Regions from separate parts of the Mus musculus genome. Here region 1 is linked to region 2. A link is a contact called in public Hi-C data. All regions are on one chromosome and are shown on one strand. Each heading gives the region's core, a stretch centred on a gene start, on an enhancer-like site or on the middle of the called end of the contact. The rest is flanking DNA. Distances are from core to core; before and after follow the strand shown.

Evidence for each region. Hi-C and Micro-C count contacts between places; a contact is called where the count stands out from the background.
Region 1: a Hi-C map of bone marrow-derived macrophages shows a contact between it and region 2, with 28 read pairs. The contact joins two enhancer-like sites. A contact is called at or near these places in 1 of 15 datasets of contacts at CTCF or cohesin (large pre-B cells), 23 of 484 Hi-C or Micro-C datasets (B cells, CD4 T cells, CD8 T cells and 17 more), 4 of 115 datasets of contacts at active chromatin or transcription factors (CD8 T cells, double positive thymocytes, large pre-B cells and 1 more) and 3 of 9 other capture datasets (adipose tissue, liver and pancreatic islet).

The regions. Positions count from the first base shown.
Region 1 is chr4:150,624,762-150,628,445 of GRCm38.p6, reverse strand. No RefSeq gene overlaps it. Among named protein-coding and RNA genes, the nearest start is that of Slc45a1, 26 kb to the left of the region's middle. Within about 2 kb of position 1,920, at least 25 of the 459 cell types and tissues checked have an H3K27ac peak or open chromatin away from gene starts, as enhancers often do. A contact at or near this core is called in bone marrow-derived macrophages, where this site is marked.
Region 2 is chr4:150,493,626-150,497,295 of GRCm38.p6, reverse strand. The region is part of intron 7 of Rere (arginine glutamic acid dipeptide (RE) repeats); the gene reads right to left. Among named protein-coding and RNA genes, the nearest start is that of Gm52709, 28 kb to the right of the region's middle. Within about 2 kb of position 1,640, at least 32 of the 459 cell types and tissues checked have an H3K27ac peak or open chromatin away from gene starts, as enhancers often do. A contact at or near this core is called in bone marrow-derived macrophages, where this site is marked.

The sequences.
Region 1 (3,684 bases), core at 671-3,170, 130 kb before region 2:
CAGATGTGCATGCTTGAAGGTGGCACTGTGAGGGCGAGTAGGGCAGATGTCTAGGCTGCTCTCTAGTGAAGTACCACTGAGCCATGCCCTACAGAGAGGGGGGCAATCTCTGAATGAGTTGCTTGACATGTCTGAGTGAGAACATGCTTCTATGTGCCCAAAGAAATGTCAGAGATAGCCGGGTGTGGTGGCACACGCCTTTAATCTCAGAACTCCGGAGGCAGAGGCAGGCGTATTTCTGAGTTCAAGGCCAGCCTGGTCTACAGAGTGAATTCCAGGACAGCCAGGGCTATACATAGAAACCCTGTCTTGAAAAACAACAACAACAAAAAACCCCAAACAAACAAAACAAAACAAACAAAAAACCCCAACAAAGAAATGTCAGGGATACAGCTGCCCATCTCACCTGCCTGCCTAAGTCTGCTGTCCCTTCCTGTCTCAGTCATTCAACCCACAGATGAACACTGAAGGTCTCTGGGTGCTGGGACTATTCTGAGCCAGGCCTGAAGAGAGGATGAGAACACACGGGCCACATCTCTGGGCTTCTAGTACTTCTTAATGACCTGGAGAGAGTTGACTTCTCAAGACCTCTAGCCACCTTCTGCCACCAACATCCCAGCTTACTCAAGGCTCTTAGTAATGTCCCTGGGCCTCTCTCATCCTGCTGTTGACTAACTGGGGAGAACTGGGGAAAGGGTGCTGTGGTACCTAGTGTACTGGGCACGGTGTGGGGCTATGTGGTCCCTAGTGCCTAGAGTGCATGGTCTCTGACCAAACTGGTCCTGAGTCTATTGTCTAGTCCTCGAGAGAGTGCGAGCATCACCATGGAATCTATCAGCTTGCTCTGACCAGTTAGGACCAGTTGAGCAAAAACTACATGGCTGTAGTATGATTAAGCCATCTCTCTTTTGGCTCACATACACCCCCTTCCCCCACCCCCTGGATCCAGGGATGCAGCATCTTTCTGTGTCTTGCCCTCATGTTCATCTTCGGGCATCAGTCCGGCTCATATCCAAACACCTTGATACTCAGGCAACAGCAGGGTCTGCTATCATCACCTCCTGTCTAACCTGGCCCCAGCCTGTATCCCAAGCCCACTTCCTCCTACCCTGCCTCAGCATCAAGGCCACAGACACTGTGCCTGTGTTCAAACCCTGTCCATAGTGAAGCCTTTGTCTCTGCCCATTAGGAGCCCATGGTCGGCTCAGACCCACCCACACTGCCATTCCTCCCACGATTCCCACCCTCCTATCCTTACACTAGTGAGCCCTTTCTCTACCTTCAAGTTCTGTCATTGTACACTTTGTGCTTTAAAACGTGTATGTGTGTGCGTGTGAGTGGAGGTCAGAGGTTGTCCAGGTCACTAGGCTGGCCAGTCAGAGAACTCCAGGGAGCCTCCTGTCTCTGCTTCCCCAGCACTGGCATTAAAAGCACACACATCACAACTGACTTTATCTGTAGGACCCAGGGATCTAAAACAGATCTTCATGTTTTTGTGGCAAGCATTTTTGCCTTCCCCAGCCCCTACTCTGTGCTCTGAGCTACATGAGGTCTCTAGACCTTTTCTAAGCCACAGCTACTCCGGGCCATCTTGGGCTCAGGCTTCTGCTCACGCCGTTTGACTGCACAGTAAGAGGTGTTTCGTTTCCTCCAGAATGTGGTGCTGAATAGCTCTGCTCTGCTCTGCTCTGGGGTGCTCTGGTCTGAAAGAGAAATGACTAGGGAAACTGCAGCCAGTGTTAGCTTGTCAAATCCTGGGTCCTCGTCCTGGAAGTCTCCATGCAAGCATAAACACATTGGTTCTCCACAGAGGGGTGGTTGTCAGCCTCTTTCTTCCTGAAAGCTGGCTGTGTCTGCACTGTACCTGACCCAGGTTGGAACAGAGGTCAGGACTGCACTTCAGGCTTCCCCCAGCAGGCGGCAGTGGAGCCCCAGAGCCCCACCCACAGGTTGACTTCCAGGCGCTACATACACTGTTTTCTAGTTCACTTTAGTGAATGTGTCAGTTCATGGAGGGATAGAAAAAGGTTTCTGCCCTCTACCCTTAAGACAGTTCTCATGGAGTCCCCATGGTCACCAAGGGATATTAGGGACATGGTCAGCTGGCACCCTAATAGCCACTGTATTGGGCTACAAGGCATCATGGGAACAGAGGCAGGTTCTCTTAAAACATGCCAGAACTCACATGCTCTGAGCCCTACAGGTTCAACGCTTGTGTGCAAGATTCCATACCTTGCTTGAAGTGCTTTTCCCTGGGTGAGCAGATAGGAGTATCTAAGGACAGGGCCAGGGCACCTTCTGGGCACACAAGAGCCCTCATGGCAGAGCTGCTCAGAGATTCTTGAGAGCTGGTTTCTGGGCCCAAGATTCTTGGAAGCTACCCACAATTTAATACCCATAGGGGATTGCCAGCGTGAAGCCTCGGCACTGTGGAAACTGGTCTGTTTTCATAGCATCTGGGAGGTGTAATCAGGTGTCTACATTGAAGATGGAGAGAGGGGAGGAAGGAGTGGGGACAGAGGGCAGGGAGAAGAGATCAATTTCCTTTCTACTTACTGGGTGCCACTGTGCATGCCCTGCGGATCCACCAGGGAAAGCGAGAGAAAGGACTTCTTGTTTGAAGACAAATCTTTATTCTAGTTGGCAATATCTACCAGGGCCAGGCCTCCCTGCACAGCAAGTCAGACCTGCCATCTTTCAAGCCTTTCCCAGTTGCCCCTTGATGTAGAAACTACCTACCCAGCTGCCGCACACATCTTTATCATCTCAGCCATAGCCTGGTCACTAGGGTGGCCCCAGAGGACAGCCATCAGGCTTTGTAGCCACTGCCACCTGGTGGACAGGATCAGAAGTCAATTCTGTTCTGTAGTGGACCAGAGCTTAGCAATGACTGAAGGGAGTGGAGCAGACCTAGGAGTGACACCAGGACACCAGGCATAGAAAACTATGTCCTGAAGTAGCTCCATGTCTCTAGCTGAGTCAAATAGGTCTTACTGCAAGCTCCTTGTGGGCTGGTAAAGACAGCCCAGTACATAGAGTGCTTGCCTGGCCAGGGTGAGGACCAGGATTCAGATGCCCAGAGCCCATGTAAATGCTATGTGTGTGGTGGCCCACATGTAATACTGTCACATGTGAGGAAGGAAGCAACAAAGACGGTGGTATCAGCTCTGGGGCCCCACCCATATGCTTTCCTCTCAAAGCCCAAACCAACCAATCTCATTTTCTGATTCACCCCTGGGACACAACAGAAGCCAAACTGCAGGGCAGAAGCTCCTAAAAAGTGTCCACCAGGGCCAGAGACATGAGCAGGCATAGCATCAGGGTGGCGAATGGGAGAAACTGTAGGGAGGAATGTCTGCAGGGGCACCTGCTGCACAGGTGACAAGGGGTCTTCATACACAGCCTAGACTAAGGAAAAGGTCAAGCTGACCATTCATGCCTACAAGCAAATCACTTCTGCGTATCAAGGGGCTTCCATCGGAAGGGGCCCACCTACCCAGTCACCCACCCAAGTATCCGTCCTGCAGGACAGTCACAGAGCTAGTGACTCTGGCTTAGTAACAAGGAAAGCTGATGTGTCCAAACAGAATTGGTCTGGGGGTGGTGGGGTGGTAGTGAGTGCTTAGTGCAGTTTCTGATCTGATTCATCAAAATACACACAGCTGTGATAGCCACGTTGGGTAG
Region 2 (3,670 bases), core at 391-2,890:
ATGGAAGGAGAGTCCCAACTCTGATTTACACGTGTGTAAAGTTAATTTTAAAACTTAAAAAGAATCCCAATTACATACAAACAATAACATCATTGTAACTTTCTTGACCAGGAGAAAGCTCAGAGGCTGTAGGTGCTGGGATTGGGAGGGAAGGATAGAACTACCTAGGGAAAGGGCAGCGGGACTGAGAGCTTGGAAGAGACAACAGTTGCACCCTGATATAGGAGCACAGATATGCACTCGTGCGCTTGCATGAGCACTCCAGGGCACGTGCACGCACGCTCGTGCACACATACACAGAGGCAGGCAGAAACTTCCCCCCACACTTGCATGCTCTTCTGCTTGTGGTTCTATGTTTGTTTGTTTGTTTGAGACAGGGTTTCTCAGTGTAGAACTGGCTGTCCTGAATCTCTTTCTGTAGACCAGATGGCCTCAAACTCAGAGATCACCTGCCTCTGCTTTCTGAGTGCTGGGATTAAAGGTGTGTACCACTACTACAAGGCAGGAGCTAAATTTTTTAAAAAGTCAACAGATGGGCTACAAATAGACTGAAATAGGAAAGAAAGGCAGACATGAGAGAGGCTGAGTAACAGACACAGCCTCCAGGTCTATACAAAGAACTGAGCCAGTACTGTTGCAGAGTCAACTAACTCCAAGGTTGGAGGTGGTGGCAAAAGCCTTTAATCCCAGCATTCAGGAGGCAGAGCTAGGTGGAACTCTGAGTTCTAGGGCAGCCAAGGCTACACAGAGAAACTGTCTCAGAAAAGGCCAGAACAATCAACAAACTCCAAGACATCTAATTTAAAATAATGACAAGAAATCCCAGAAAGTGTGTCTGTGTGCGAGTGAGTATATGAGTGTGTGTTGAGTCTGTGAGTGAGAGACAGGGTGTGTGTGTATTCCTATGAAGTCCATACTGGACTCAAACTGACAATCTGGCTTTGCCTTCCAAAGATCATAGGTCAGCTCCATTGTACCTGCTGACTTCTTACATTTTCTACTTCCTAGGAACCTCTGTGATTTGAAACACCAAAATACTATGGATCCAACTTAATATGTATATCTGTGTTCATTCTATTTAAAAATTACCATTGTCCCTCCTAGCACAGATAATTTCTCTGTATAGCTAATATAAATTATGTTTTGAAAAATAGCTGACTCTCAACCTCTAGTATTCTACAAATCTTTGGTTAGGATATAAAAAACTAACCAGTTGCAAAAGCCAAATAACAATGATGATGGTAAGTCATTGTGTTTATTTTTGTAGTATCAAAAGAAAAAGAAAAGAGAACTCATTGTATATGAAAACTGATACAAAAGAAACTGATGTAACAAAGCAGTATCCATAGCAACTACAACTTAATATTTCAGCTCTCTTCAGCTGCAGTGGATTAAATAAAATGACAAGATGTTCCCTTTGAAAAGTAACCTGTTACCATGGAAACAGTTTAGTCGAAGAAGTAAACAGGGAGTGGACAGAAAGGCAGAAAGCTTGTATCTGAATTTCTAAAAGGGAGAAGAGTCTGTGCCAGGAGGCAAGGCGGAAGCCACCAGCCACAGAGAGGCTTCTCCTGACTTGGTCCCTCAGGCCTGCACCACCCTAGGGCTGGCCTGAGAATGGACAGCATCATTTCATCATCCCAAAGAAAGGGAAGAGGGAGCAGCCTCTGTGGATATGTGCTGCACAGTACAAGTACTCTGCACTCCAGAACAAGACAATGACTCAGGTCAACTTTAGTTTCACATGTAGTCTGGACATGATATATATATATATATATATATCTCCAGCTCTTAAGGGCAAATAACTAAGGCTGCAGCTATGGTATGAACTAGACAGAGGCCTGCTGGACAGTCACTGCTATTCTTAGCACAATGTGATGGCTATCAGTTACAACAGGACAAATCTGCAAACTTCACTGCAGCCTCTATCAGTCATGACTTTCTGGAACAGTCACAGATCATACAAATGGCTGTCCTGTTCTGAAGAGAAAAACCACCGTGAAGATAGGAACCAAGCCTACTTTTAGCTCCCTACTACGTCTAAGAGCAGCCTGGCTCTTACCAGTGCACACTTTAAGCTTTAGCTGGCATGTAGTAAGTGTGCATTTTTGCTACGTGTGCTGTGTGTACTTCTCCCCCTCCCCATGTGCTGTTTTTCCAGGCAGTCTGCCCTCCATTTCATGTCACATTTTAATCTAGGAGAAGAAACATATAATTATTATTTTTCAGTCTAGTTTGTTTTACTTAAAAGGATGATCCTGCAGTTCCATCCATTTACTTTCACACTTCCTTATAGTTGAATAACTTTCCATAGCAGCACACTGTCTTGATCTGTTTCTATGCGCGAGAACCTAGGCTTTCCACACATGGCTACTGTGAACAATACTGCCATAACCCTGGATACAGAGCATCTCTGGCGTGGTGACTCCTCTGGCAGACGAGCCTGCGAGGGTATGGTGGGTCACCTTTGGGTTTCTTGAGGAACACCTGTAACTCATCACCATCGTGGCTACACCATTTTATATCACTAGAAACAATGTGTGAGTGTTCCTTTCTGTCCACTGTCCCTTCAAAGTCATTCTGATTTCCTTTCACGTGTATGTGTGCACCTGTACAGTGCAGTCAGTGACTGCAGTGGCCAGAAGGTGTTCAGATCTCACAGAGAGTGGGTTATAGGGGATTATGTGCCACGGGACATTGGATGCTGGGAATCAAAACTTCAGACCTCTAACCAATAATTGCTGAGCCTTCTTCTCCAGGCCCCTATTAGTTAGTTTCCTTTCCTTTAGATTTATTTACTTTATGTGTATAAATGTTTTGCTTCTATGTATGTCCATGCACCACATGCATGCCTGGTGCTCAGAGAAGTCAGAAAGGCAGTGGATCCTTGGAGCTAGGGTTATGGATAGTTGTAACTAAGTCCCAGAGCCTCTGGAAGGGCAGTGAGTGCACTTGACCACTGTCCCATCTGTCCAGAGACTTTCCCATCCCACACCCCTAATTTGCTTTCTTTTTTTTTTTTTTTAAAGATTTATTTATTTATTATATGGAAGTACATTGTAGCTATCTTCAGACACTCCAGAAGAGGGCGTCAGATCTCGTTACGGATGGTTGTGAGCCACCATGTGGTTGCTGGGATTTGAACTCTGGACTTTCGGAAGAGCAGTCGGGTGCTCTTACCCACTGAGCCATCTCACCAGCCCCTAATTTGCTTTCTTAATGACAGTCTCTGACTGAAGTGAGACAGAATCTTGATGTAGTTTTGATGTGCATTTCCTGGTGTCTAAAGAGGTTGGACACTAATACATATTTTTTGAATGAACAATAACTCTAATATTCTAAATCAAGTGTGTCTTAGCTATAGACAGCAACTACTGGCTTTATTCCAAGGTAATAAAGAAAGTCACTGGGGACAGAAGGCTAATCTTCCAAGCAAAATCAATCCAAGAACAGGTCTGACAAACAGGAACAAAGTCCAGCTTTCACTCAAAAACAGTAAAGTATGGAGAACAGCCCACGCCCACAGGCATGGAGTCAGCACAGGTGTGCTGCAAAGCTGGAAGCACAGCGTAAGCGCCTCTGAGTGAGCTCCTGAGAAGCTTGTGACAGCCGTACAGCTCTGCAGGAGAGAGCCAAGTCTGAGGAAGTAAAGGCTACTTACTCTACCCTC